Linked DNA regions of Oryctolagus cuniculus: region 2 is linked to region 1. A link is a contact called in public Hi-C data. All regions are on one chromosome and are shown on one strand. Each heading gives the region's core, a stretch centred on a gene start, on an enhancer-like site or on the middle of the called end of the contact. The rest is flanking DNA. Distances are from core to core; before and after follow the strand shown.

What was found. Hi-C and Micro-C count contacts between places; a contact is called where the count stands out from the background.
Region 2: a contact with region 1 is called in a Hi-C map of an unstated tissue, with 2.2 times the contacts expected there. The contact joins the promoter of LRRC8D here to the promoter of ZNF326 in region 1. A contact is called at or near these places in 2 of 6 Hi-C or Micro-C datasets (psoas muscle and an unstated tissue).

The regions. Positions count from the first base shown.
Region 1 is chr7:80,641,497-80,648,526 of mOryCun1.1, reverse strand. ZNF326 (zinc finger protein 326) reads left to right here and starts at 3,516. Exons shown (of 12, transcript XM_002715870.5): 1 at 3,516-3,703; 2 at 5,941-5,985. The coding sequence starts at 3,688.
Region 2 is chr7:80,848,401-80,855,315 of mOryCun1.1, reverse strand. It overlaps LRRC8D (leucine rich repeat containing 8 VRAC subunit D), which reads left to right and starts at 3,148. Exons shown (of 3, transcript XM_051856259.2): 1 at 3,148-3,700.

The DNA.
Region 1 (7,030 bases), core at 2,267-4,766:
GAAAACACTTGTGACACACTACAGTGACCCAATGTTTTCTTCCAGCCCTAATAGACCCTGAGATCTCTGGTTATACTATCGGTCCTTTGCTAGAAGCTAAATAGGGAGAACTACAAGAACAAGAAAAAAAAGTTATAAACATTTAGGGAAAGTTCAGTTTTACTTTGTAAAGTTTACTTTGTAAACTTGGCACTTAGGGTGGAAAGAAGACTTCATTGTAATAACAAAGAGCTTTTAATGTGAAGAGACAAGGTGCTGGAGTGTTTCATATAGGGAGATTGTGCTTGTAACATAGCCTGAGGCCTGGTTGGACTACCAGCAGCAACATCTGCAAGTTTGGTAAAAATGCACTCTCCACGCCCCACCCCAGACTGCCTGAATGTGAATCTGTCTTAACAAGTCCCTGGGTAAATCACACGCATATTAACCATTGGTCTAGGGAGCGGGCTTGGGATCTGAAAATGTTTCTTAGAAAAAGTAAATTTTGAGTTGTGCTTTCAGGGTGAGTAGTGTCAATCAGGTGGCCTTCTAAGTATAGGGAACAATATAAACAAAAGTTCGGGGGCACAAAAAGACACAGGGTTTGGGAAAATACTTTATCCATTTTAGTATTTTTTTTTTGTTCTAGTACCATTGGTTGAACTCTGTAATTAACACACAATTATTCTTAGGTGTTTAAATTTTAACTGAAAAGTGATCCCTGTTAGGAATTTGGATAACATTATGTTGAGTGAAATAAGCCAATCCCAAAGGGACAAATACCACTTGTTCTCCTTGATAGGTGACAACTAACTGAGCACCAAAAAGGAAACCTGTTAAAGTGAAATGAACACTATGAGAAACGGTGACTTGATCAGCCCTCACCCTGACTGTTGATGAGCAACTTAATATGTTATCCCTCTTAGTATTTTTGTTTGTTTGTTCTACTTAATACTTTTGGTTGAATACTGTAATCAATACACAATTCTTCTTAAGTGCTGAAACAACTGAAAAGTGATTGCTGTTAAATATAAGAGTGGGAATAAGAGAGGGAAGAGATGTGCAATTCGGGACATGCTCAAGCTGACTTACCTCAAACGGTAGAGTTAGAAACATACCAGGGGATTCCAATTCAATCCCATCGAGGTGGCATGTACCAATGCCATCTCACTAGTCCCAGTGATCAATTTCTGTTCACAATTGATCATAATGATAGGACTAAGAACCAAAGGGATCACATAAACAAGAATAGTGTCTGCAAATACTAGCTGATAGAATAAAAAAGGGAGAGAATGGTCCAACATGGGAAGTGAGATACACAGCAGACCCATAGAATGGCAAATGTCCTAACAGCACGCTGGCTTCATAATCAGCCCTTAAGGCATGCGGATCTGGCTGAAATGCCCATGAGAGTATTTCAGGCATGGAAAGCCAAGACACTCTGGGGGAAAAAAAAACCTAAATGAAAGATCTCCACGAGTGAGATCCCAGTGGAAAGAATGGGTCATCAAAGAAGGAGGTACCTTTCTCTGAAGGGAGGAGAGAACTTCCACTTTGACCATGGCCTTGTCTAAAATGATCAGAGTCAGTGAACCCAGGGGGCTTCCATAGCCTTTGAAGCTCATGACAAGAGCCTAGGGTGAATACTGATGCCATAAACAAGAGTGTCAATTTGTTAAGTCATCAACAGGAGTCACTGTGCACTTACTCCTCATGTAGGATCTTTGTCCTTAGTGTGCTGTACATTGAGATTTAATGCTATAACTAGTACTCAAACAGTATTTTTCACTTTATGTTTCTGTGCAGGAGCAAACTGTTGAAATCTTTACTTAATGTATGCTAAACTGATCTTCTGTATATAAAGAGAATTGAAAATGAATCTTGACATGAATGGAAGGGGAGAGGGAGTGGATAAGGGGAGGGTTGCGGGTTGGAGGGACGTTATGGGGGGGAAGTTATTGTAATCAATATTCTGTGCTTTGGAAATTTATATTCATTAAATAAAAGTTAAAAAAATCAAAAACAAAAAAATAAGTACAAAAAAAAAAAAAAAAAAGCACAGGGTTGTTTTTGCAACCAGTGTCCAGAAACTGCTGAACAGAAGGGAGGGTCTGGGAGAGACAAGAAGGCGGAATGCAGAGGTCAGGCAGATCCCTGCTGTCCGTGCGTTAGGTTAAGGAGCAGTGACTAGATCTAAGCCAGGATAGAGACGCCTCGTGACAAGTTTAGACTGGCATTTATGTTACTGCAGCTGAGAACTCGAGACTGAAGGGCAGAAAAAAAAATTAGTTAGGAAGTTGCAGCACTAGTTATGGGGAGAGCTAACGAGTCTGTACATTCAATTGGTGGCAGTGGGGATGGAGAGGAGGGGGCAGGTTCAAGAAATTTTAGAGGGTAATGAACAGATGAAAGACCTGGGTACGGCTTGGGAGTGAGTGGAAGGAAGGGCTGGGCTGAGTAGCGACTGATGACTGGCAGGCGGGCTGGCTGGGATTAGTAGGATTAGGGGGATTAGCTCACCCTGCCCCAAACAGACAGGAAAAAATACATACAGGAGCCCGGGCAGGTCTGAGGAGGAAAATGGTGAATTGAGTTTTCGACATGATCAGCTCAGGTGAATAGAAAAACATATATGGCGGGGGCGGGGGGAGGAGTGTGGAGAGAAGAAGGAAATGAGCAAAGGGTGGAGAGCAGGGTGAATCATTTAGGGAGGAGAAGGAAAGTGGTGGGGAGGAAGCGACGCCTGGCCGGATTTCTGGCTACGTCAGACACCCGCTGTGTCTGTGTAACTGGAGGTTTTCTTACAGTGTATTTCCTTAGAACTTGGTTCCAGCAGCTGATTGAACCCGGAAGAAGAGCAAGGAGCTTGACTCCTGTTTCCTGTCAACTCACTGTTGCCACCATTTGCTTTACGTGGGGTGGTGGGGAGGGGGAGGATTTTCTTAAACCCGTGGTTCCAGCTGCCCCAAGGTCAGAGTGATCAGAACCGTTTTCTCTTTCCCTATGGTTGGGTGGTTGAATAACTTCGCCCACTGCCCACTGTCCACTCAAAAGTGTAAATAATGGAATGCTAGTAGGTTCGTTTGCCTGCGACCTTGTGCAGCTTCTTACTAGCGCCTTCAAATTCAGAGCGGAGAGCCTGCTTTGCCTCATTCCCAGAGTTCTAAGACCGTCCCAGACTTCAGCGTCTCCCTACACGCTCAAGCATTTTCCCGAGCAGTCATCACCAGCCAATAAAAAGCAAAAGGTCGGCACGTGATTTCATTCGTTTCGGGCAGGAGGAAGAGCCTCTAACCAGAGCCTTTCGCTCTTGCCAGGTTCAAACATGGCGGGCCGCAGTCCGCCCTTCCAGAACACTCAGCTCGCTTCCCCGCAGGCGCCGCCACTCGCCGACGCTCTCTTTTTTACCCACCGTGCCCGCGGCGGCTCCACGGGGTCAAAATCCTAGAGCGTGACAGCGGCCCTGCTTCCCGCCCCCGCGCGAGGGCCCGCCCACCAGCCCGCGCCAGCCAATCGCGGGCCGCGCTGCGGCGGCCGGCAGCACCGCCCGGCCCTGCCCCCAGCCTCACTGTGGCCTGCGCTCTCCGGCCCGTAGCGCCGCTCTCGGTGGAGCGGACTGGTTGTGAGGAACCGCGCGGATCGCGGGCGCTTGCCGCCGGCCAGAGCTCAGCTTAGCGCCTCTGAGGCCGTCCGCCCCGAGCCTCCGCCATGGACTTCGAGGACGGTAAGCGCAGCCTCTTGAGAGGTCTCCGCGGCGGGCGGGAGGCGGGAGGCCTGCGCCGGGGGTCTGTTTACCGTCTCAAGATGGCCGTGTGGGCTTTGTTCTGGCGGGCCTGGAGGCCGGGCCCAGGGCCCTGAGGCGGCCTCTGGAGGGACCCGCACGCCTCGAATCGGCCCGGCCGGGAGAACCTGGGAGCTGGGTGTGGGCCTCGGTGCCGGGAAGGACGCGCCCAGAGCTCCAGGCCCCGGGGCTCGGGCCGCGGCCTCGCCCAGGCCCCGGTGCGTGGAAACCGCCTAACGCCTCCCAACTTCCCGGCTCAGGCAAACGGACGCATGGGGCCTGCCGCCACCCCCACCCCCCTCGTGTCGCCTTCGCCCCACAGGGCGGCGACCCGGCCCGTCCGTCCGTTTAGTCAGTGCTCTTCCTGCCTGGTAGCATTTTCCGAGGCTTGTTCACGGTGCTGATTTCGGTTGTTTTTAAGAAAAGATGTTTAGAGGGCGTCCCTCAGAGACGATCGGTGGAAAGCCAGGTATTTCCTGGTTGGAAAACTGGGCTTGTTAATTCTCGTTCGAATTAGGCTCTGTGAACCGGAGCACTTTTATTTATTTATTTTTTTCGGTCTTGTGTGTGGATGCGGTTTAAGTTAGAATTCTGGCACGAGCAAACATCACGTGCCCTTCACCTTCAGACGTGTACTCAGCCGCTTGTGTTCCTGCTGACGAAATAAACTGTCGGAGCCGTGCCTTTTAGCCCCCCCCCCCCCCCCCAGCTCTTCAGATCGTTTTCACAGGGTCACAAAAAATTAATCTGGGCTTCGTCTTGTCCTCCGATGTCCTCAAAAGTCCTCAACTTTTAGCGACATGGGTGTCGAGAGAGGAAAAAAAAATGGCATGTAGTGACAGCAAGTAGGGAGGCCAGGGAAAGGGCTTGTGTAGTTAAACTGGATTTAATCCGGGGGAACCAGGCAGGCGTTTCTAAATAAAAACCAGTTCGCTAAGTAGTTGAAAGCCTCTAATGCCACCAAAAAAACAAGCCATACTTAACATTGAATGAGGTGTGATCTCCGCTTAGGAATGAAGCAGCTTTTGAATTTTGATTTTTACAAAAGTAAAAGCTACTGAATCAAGATATATGAAAGCCCCCCCCCCCCATTAGCCCTTTTGTAGATACTTTGAAATAGGAAGTTCAGCTGGTAAGAGTACCTGGGGTTTTTGTTTGTTTTAGTTGGACTTTGACTCATTTTGATATAAATACCTTTCAACTCTGAATGTTTGAAGTGATCAAAGTTTGGGATGAAAATAAAAAAAAAATTTACTGTGTTTTCAGGCTACAGTTTGATAGTACAAACACCCAAAGGGCAATCAGAGGCTGCCAGGTGTAGGTGGGGACAATCCTTTCCACCCACCCCAACGCAATTAGCCAATACAAATTCTGCAATTGAAAAACAAGAATCAAACTTAGTAATAACTTACTATTCTCATAGGCCTACAATTCTAAACAGTGTCCGTGATAAAATATTCCCTGCCGCGCTGTCCATCCTCAGTCACCAAATTCTATTTGGGAAATGGAATTTGACCAACAGTGTATCTATACAGTGTAGTGTGGTTCTGTTGTATCCAAATGAGTACTGTATTAAATTTCATTCTTTCAGTATTTATTTGCAAAATTAACTAAATGATTAAACTTTTGTTAAATTGGTTTGATGGGGAAATTGGCAATATGGTTTTCAACGGTGCCGTATCTTGGATGGATTTAACACACACTCAGATATACATATACATTCCTCAGATTAGATCTTGAAATCTTTATAGACAGTGAATTAAATGGCAGAAGTGTTGACTTTGAAAAAAATTACATTACATAAAACCACCTCTCAAATGTCTCTGCTTTTTGCATGTTTTTAATACATAATTTTAGCCGCTCTGCTTTCCTTCTTGTTCTGTACTGTAAATCAGTATTGGATCCCTCTTTTGACTGTTATTATGGATCAGGTGTTATGAACTAATTTTTCCATTACTGTAATTGGATGATGAGATGAACCTGCCTTTGGGGAGGGTGGTCAAGAAAAAGAGATGCGTGTTTTCCCAAAGGGAGTATTGGTAATTGTTTGTACCTCAGTTTTGCAGATAATTGAGTTAATGACATTTGAGAAATTGTGTTTGTTTCAAATAGATGCATATATAATTTTGGAGGTTTGCTAATATTTTACTAATTCCTTTCTGTTAACTGTGTCTTCATAGATTACACACACTCTGCTTGCAGGAATACTTATCAGGGCTTTAATGGTAAGTATCCTCTTTCATTTGCAATTAAATTTTTTGAGGATTCAGTGCATTTCAGATTTTCTCTTCAGACTCACCAATGTGAAAAGTCAGTTCTACTTTTTCAGTCATGGTTTTGGCTCTTGATGTATCACTTTTCATTGTTAACTGTTGCTATAATGTATGTAGTATTTGAATTTGGGATCAGAAAAAGTTAGGGGTTTTCATTGTTAATTAGACTTTTTGTCCATTTTATTTGAATTATGATTTTTAAATTTATTACAAAGGCTCTAATAACATTCTAAGTGGTGAAGTACCCAGTACTGGCTGAGTTCTTTTTGTTGAATTAGAAGCTTTGGTATTGAGTAATGTAGCTTAAGTGGATTATTGGCTTGATTCTATATAGCTTCTTTGTAATGCATTTTGACCTTGTTTTGAGGTCATTTTCTTCTATGCTTCCCAATGTGTAGTGCTTAAAGAGGAACACATAAAAAAACCTGGATGTTATTAACATAAGCCTTGTGACTTGTGACTACAGAGCTAGTTAAAATCACAAGAGAAATGCAGAACACAATTGGATGTTACTTTGATTGCTATAAAGTCCCCGCCAGATAGGATAATGACTCAAAAAAAAAAAATCAAACAGGTTAAAAAAGCATTATATAAGGGATTTAAAAGGGGATAGCATGAAGTATCCTGACTTCCAGAGAAATGCAAAAACCAAAATGTTGTATAGAATGTAGTATGTTCACAAAATAAAACCAAAGAAAATGTACTATTAAGGAAGACTGCTATTTTATGGGAACTATTAACATTAGCTCATTTTTATGTATGGTTTGTAATGATTAAAGAAACTTTGAATTTGACTCAGGCTCAACATACAGAAAGGAGTCAATTTGTATTTTTAACAAACAATTTATTTTATCATTTGAAAGGCAGGGTTGCACAGAGTTACACATGCACACAGATCTTCCAACCACTGGTGCACTCCCTAGATGACTGCAATGGCCAGGGCTGGCTCAGACTGAAGCCAGGAGATGGCAGGGACACAAGCACTTGGGCCATCTTC
Region 2 (6,915 bases), core at 1,899-4,398, 210 kb before region 1:
ACAGTGCTGTAAGGGCGTGGGCCTCTATAGTCCAGCTGTGCCACCTAAAGGCTCTGCGAGCTAAAGCTAACCTCCCAAGCTTGTGTCTCCTCTCAGAGTACCTTCCATAGATACTATGAGGATTGTATCTATCTCATCGGTTGCAGTGAAGAGTAAAAGGGAGTAGGTATAGTGTTTACAACAGGGCCCTCTCTAAGCACTGTGTAAGTATTAACTCTTGTTATTACCCATAGATTTACCATTCACAGGAACAACCGCCAATTCCCAACTATTACAAAAGGACAGTACCTGCTCTGTAATTTTTATTGAATAGAACTTCCTTGAAATCTTATTGAGCTCCTATCTCTGTAGGCACCTTTTCTATCATGGTCCTTTTTTTTTAAAAAAATTATTTCTCTCTCTCTTTTTTTATTTGAAAGCCTGGGAGACATCTTTCATCCTCTGGTTCACTCCCCAAACACGAGCAATAGCTAGGGCAGGGCAAGGCCAAAATCAGGAGCCTGGGGCTCAATCCAAGTCTCCCATGTGGGTGGCAGGAGCTCAGCTACTTTAGCCGTGATCTGCTGCCTCCCCGGGTCCACAGTAGTGGGAAGCTGGAATCAGAAGCAGAGTCAAGACATGAACCCAGGCTCTCCGATATGGGATGCAGTCATCCAAGCAGCGTCTTAACTGCTAGCCAAGCGCCTGCCCTGTCTCTTGTACTTCTTAATTTTGAGCCTAGTGAAAAATCATTCCTTTGCTGCCTCCTTATTGGTTGTTTCTCAGGGAGAAGGAGCGAGCTCCACTTTTCCACTTTTTTTTTTTTTTTTTTTTTTACATCCTAGATGGTCAGGATTATTTTTCATTACTTGTCATTGGTTAGTCCCTGGTAATTTTGTCTTTGTTATAGTAAGAGAATGTTTGTGTTCTCCCAAATCCATCTTTTGAAATCCTCTCCCCCAGGGTGGTGGTATTAGGAGGTGGGGCTGCGGGAGGCGATGGGGTCATGGGGGCAGAGCCCAGTGAACGGAGGCCTGAGGGAGTCCTGGCCCCTCCCACCACGTGAGGACGCAAGGAGAAGGTACCTCGCCCCAGAGCTGGATCTGCCTATCTTGATGATCTTGATCCTCCGGGCCTTGACAGCTGTGGGGAAAAATGTCTGTTGTTTGGGAGCCACCAGTTAACGGTGTTTTCGCATAGCAGACTGATGTATGAAAATGATCTTCTTAAGGATTTTGTTTATCATTTTTCTGATTATCAAAGTCATATGTGCCCAATATAAAAATAATCAAAATATAGAACTGCATAATAGAAAGCAAGGAGCCCTGGTAATCCCACACCCAGAGATAACCACTATTCCCAGCTGCTTCCAGATTTCTTATAAGCCTATATTTAATAGCATGTATATGCTAACACATAAAAGTGGATCGTACCACTCATGTTGCGCTGTAGCTTGCCTTTCTCACTTAACTATTTTGGATCCTGCCATGCGGGTACACATGCCGCTAGCTTATTGTTTGCAAAAGGCGTCTTAAGGTCTCCTTCCACAGAAGTGGCATAACTTGCAGTTCTTTACTGGGGCTGTGTTAGGTATTTCTCCACTATTACATACTTCCATTATCAGAAACAAAAATATATGGGCCACATCTTTTTGTACATATTGATAAATATTTCAGAGATTGTTTTTGCACAAATAGGCCCACAATATAAATTCATAGCTGCGGAATTACCTGTTCAAGAGAGCACAGCATGTGGCGTGCCTTTTGTCCTCCCAAGGGATTTCTCTAGTGTACTCTAGGATTTACGAAGTGTCTGTTTTGCCATATTTGACTGTTTTCCGAGTGTTGCTTTCTTCTCCACTTATACCAATCTTTTTTTTTTTAGATTTATTTTATTTATTTATTTGAAAGAGTTACACAGAGAGAAAAGAGGCAGAGAGAGAGAGAGGGAGAGAGTGAGTGAGAGAGGGAGAGAGAGAGAGAGGGAAAGAGAGAGGTCTTCCATCCAATGATTAACTCCCCAGATGGCCGCAATGGCCAGAGCAGTGCTGATCCAAAGCCAGGAGCCAGGAGCTTCCTCCAGGTCTCCCACGTGGGTGCAGGGGCCCAAGGACTTGGGCCATCTTCTACTGCTATCCCAGGTCACAGCAGAGAGCTGGATTGGAAGAGGAGCAGCCAGGACATGAACCAGTGCCCATATGGGATGCCTGCACTTCAGGCCAGGGCTTTAACCCACTGTGCCACAGCGCCAGCCCCTACCAATCTTTTTAGTATTGATTTATTTGTTTGAAAGGCAGATGAAGATAGATTGAGGAAAAGATCAAGATCTTCTATCCTCTGGTTCACTCCTCCAAAGCATACAACAGCTGGAACTGGGCCAAGCCAAGGCCAGAAGCCCAGAACTCCAGGTGGGTCATCAGCTGCCAACTTCCTGGGCACATTGGCAGGAAGCTGGATAGAGCAACAGTGACTCCCAACTGGTACTCTGATGTGGGATGCAGGCATCCCAAGTGGTGGCTTATTCTGCTGTGTCACATGTCTGGCCCCACTTACACCAATCTTGAATCCTTTTTCAAATGCAGGATCACAGTTGAAAACACAGGTAAGAACATACGTGGAGGAAGATACACCTGAGGTGTTTTGTTTTGTTTTGTCTTTTTCTTTTTTGCAAAATGCAAACATTCCAAATTAATTGTGAGACATTTTCAATCAAAATATCTGAATTGTGCCCCCCCCCCCCCCAATCAGCAAATCTGACTCTGGGATTAAATCACCAGGCACGCAGTCTCTCCTTGGCAGACTTCGGGGACTAGGAGAGCCTGCTGGCATGAGGGACAGGGATGGAAAGTGGTGAGAAAGCCGTGGTGAGGGCAGAGGGCTCACATCTGGTGGCCTCTGCTGCCTGGCCCGGGCAGTCCCGTGAATGCATCCTGCACCCCTCTGTGCAGGGTCTCCCGGCCCGTGGTGCTGCTCTTCCAGCACCAGGTGTTCCCCACCACGGGTTACCTCCCCCTGAAGACTTGCCCCAAGTCCCAGAAAACCATTCACTTCAATGCCTCACTCTGCTGGAACCCACGTGTTCCCGAGTTCCTGTAACACTGTGCGGCTTGCCTGTTAAGAACACTTAGGTGCCGCGTAAATACTGAATGAGCGTTTGCTGACATGGAGAGATCTCGGGACCAGGGAAATGAGACTTCCCGCCGTGCACAGAAAGCCAGGGATTCAGATAAAAGGAGATTGTTGACCCACGGGGCTGAGCCAGTTGTTTCGCCTGACTTTCTTGGCCCCTGCCTCCCCCCTACCCCGCCCCGACAAGAGAGACCGCCAGGGACGAACAGAAAGGGGGGAAAGCGGCGGGTTGGAAAACCCCTCTCAGCAAAGAACCACCTCCTCACCCGCCTGCTTCAGATGTAAGACATTTTCAGGGACAAGGAACGGGGAGAAAGAGGCAGACTCAGATGAAAACAAGAACTGTTTCTCCAGCACCGCTTTTTAATAGCAGAGGCAGAACTAACGACGCCGACAAACTGTTTATGCCCCCAACCCCGGCTACTTTCTCTTTAGAGCTGGAAGGCGCTTCGGAGACTTTTGACTTACTCCTCCCCGCCCCACCCCGGTCTTAAAAGCAGAGTTTAAGTCTGCAGAATAGACTTGGGTGAAGGCTCCTGAGCCGCAACAGCGCCTGCCTGGCACTGAGCCCTGCCCAGGTGGGCGTTTGATAGGTGAGTATTAGTGCGACGGCGACCTATGGCTGCCATGCTTCCCCGCCCCTTGCACCTGCTCCGCGTCCGGCGGTCTCTAGCTGCCAGCCCCTAACGTTCCCAATCTCGGGCCGCCTCCCTCATCAGACAGCCCCCCTCGGGTCAGCCCGGCCGCCCGGCTGCGGAAGCCGCACGACCCCCGGCGGGCGCGGCAGGGCCAAGGGGAAAGCGCTCGCAATCACATGGAGGCCCGGGCCCGCGCCATTGGCTGCGGCCGGGCCAGTCGCGGCGCTCGCCGGCTGCGGTTGGTCCCAGAGCTGCAGCGCTTGCACGGGCCCGGAGTCCATGTTACGCTTTGTCTAATTCCCCTCGTTACAGAGTCATGTGCTGCTGCTCCCGTCGCCGCCGCTGCCGCCGCCCGTGGTGCCCCGGCTCCTCTGCCGCGCTTCCAGGTGGCAGCCGCGGGCGGGCCAGCGAGAGCAGGGTCCAGGGCGCCGCGCGCCTTCGCCGCCCCGGCGCGTCCCGGTGCAGCCGCCGCCCGCCGCAGGTGATGCCGCCACCTCCCCCCTCAGCATAAGCCCCGGCTCGGCGGCCGAGCTGCCCGGGCTGCCCGCCCAGGTTGGTGCGCACCTCTCCGGGAAGGGGCCGGGGGCTGCGAGGGAGGGCGACGCGCGGGTGGAGCCACGCCGGAGCCGAAGCGCGTGGCCCGGCGCAGCGTCCCGCCCGGCTGAGCGCGGCGCCGCGGCCCGGGCGCAGGCTACGGCCGGAGCTCGCCTGGGGACCCGCGAGTGGGTTCGGGGGAACACGGCAGTGAGGGTGCCCGGGGCTCCGGTTTGCGATCGTCCCTGCAGGGGGAGGCTGTTCCGCTTTCCAGCATGCGTGCGGCGGGCGCCTGGGCCGCCGGCCGCGGGCCCGAGAGGGGCGAGTGCGGACTGCCTGGCTCCTGCTGCCCCTGGAGCGCGCCTCCAGTTCTCGCCTGCCTCCGCCCAACCGGAGGGGCGGGGAGAGCCCGTAGGGCCTCGCGGATTCCTCCCAGAGGGAGGGGGGTGTGTGGTGTCTGGCCTTGCTGGCCCGGTGCCCGAAAGGTGAGCCCTTAACTTCTCCAGAAACGCCTCCCCTCTGCCTTCATCCCGCTCTGGGTGGGCTGCGTGGGGAGGACGTGCCTCCCCGCCCCGCGCTGAGGGGAGGGAGCTGGGGGCCCCCGCAGGTGCACCCAGCCCGCCGCAGGCCATCTCCGGGTTGGGTACCGGTATAATCCGCTTCTAGCTTGTTTGGAAGCGTGGGCTCTTGGGAGCGGGACTTCTGCTCGCATCCTGTCCAGGGGCTTGGGAAGCAAGGGAGGAGAACTAGGGGTGCTTGCCCAAAGGGTGTTACCTCTGGTTACTGGAGGGTTGATACAGGGGCCTACCCCTTTATTTGGGGAGGGGGAAGTCTCCCTTGCAGATAAATCAATGGGATTCTTTTCATCTCTTAAAAAGCCAGCCGCAGTGAAGAACTGGTTCAAGTCCGGGGGGCAGAGGTAGGTCCATGCTGGAGAGGCACAGGTTGGGTGCCGGGTTCCTGGGGTACCCACGCAGTTGAGGCTGTGTGGCTGAAAGTGGGGAGCCAACGGGGAGGTAGGGTTTCAGGAAAGAAAAAGCAAGTGAAGGCGAGAGGGAGGGAGCTCTCAGGAGGTAGGACGATGGAAGGTATGGACTACAGGGAGAGGGGGTGCGTGGGGGTCCTAGGCTGCTGTGGGGTCCTGGGGGCGTGGCTTGAGCCTCAGACTCCTTCATGGCTCCTGTTGCTTCGCTGATTTCCTTCTCTGACTTTAGGAAAAGTATTTTTTGTTGGGCAAGAAATCTCTGAGGATGTATTTTGGATGAGAGATGGGAGTTAAGAGTTGACTTCTGGAAACTTTTCCTTGGCAGCTTGCAAAATAAAATTCCATTCAGGCAACATTTCTTGAGCACCTATTATGTGTTGTGTGTTGGAAGAGTATAGAGGGGCAGGGAATTCCCGTCTGCAGGGATGGTGAGAGCTGTTTACTTATAAACAACCCAAGTGCCGGGAATGACAGTGATTCAGACCTGCTCGCCAACGCTGCTGGGACCTCTGCCTCTGACAGACCTGTCGGAAGAATCCTGTACCCTATCCAGTACATGAGGTCTTCAGACCGTTTATTTTTACAGTCTAGAAACATTGGCTCACAGCCTGCTGTTGGCCGGGTCATGGTTAGAGTTCATACTTCTGTCTCGACACTAAGTGACTAAAACCTTGTTAAAATCCAAGTGCGAGACAGGAAAGACCGTGAGATGAGAATTAGGTGCTGGGTTGAAGGGCCCCGAAATGGGGAGTGGGAGGGTTTGGCCTCCGTCTAGTATTGAGGGGGCCCCCATAACACAATGAGGTAATCCAGAGATCCGGAAAAGAAGTTGCAAGGTCTTGAGTTGACACAGGTGAGGTGTGTGTGTGAGCGTTGGTCTCCTTTTGATTGAGGCTCTGTGTGTGTGTATACTCTGTTGATTACAACTTACAAATTGAAAGGTTGGAGAGGAAATTGTCCTCAGATGACCCACTTCCCCTTCGCCCAGTCCCTGCCATGCATGGTGTGTGGTGTATGATGCAACAGTTGAAACCTTGAGCCATATGGATCTTTTTCTCCCTGCTGTTTTCCAGCGCTTGACAAATTCGGTCAAAACTCAGCCTTTCCCCCTTTGTGTATGTACTGTGTGAAGCCTTTTTTTTTTTTAATTAAATTTAAAAAAAGAAATAGAAAATTCTGACATATTTGTCATGTCCACATAGTTAAATTATCTAAGGAGCTACATTTAGGAAATTTGTCTTGATTTCATTCTCATTCCTGTAGGTAAACTGACATTGACTACAAAATATAAAAGGTCAAAATTTTGTCAACACCTTATACTCAAGGGGGCTTTGGAAAGTTCATGGAAAATATGTGCTGTGTTTTAATTACATTTTCAATGAATTTTTGAAGCCTTTTTGTATGTTTTTGAAATGGCAGTCTTTCACAGATTTTGCTTATTAGTGATGTTATCTGGTGTTTGACGCTCCAAGAAGCATGGGTTAGTATTTGCTGAGAACCAGTAGTGAGCAGAGACCTGGATGGGTGCTCTGGGGCCTCACTGAGGAGGCAGAGGGCTCCTGTGATCAGCACAGTGGGCGGGCGGATGAGACAGGTGCGCCTGAGCACACCACCAGGTGCAAACAGCCACAGTTGTCCAAGAGTTGAGGGT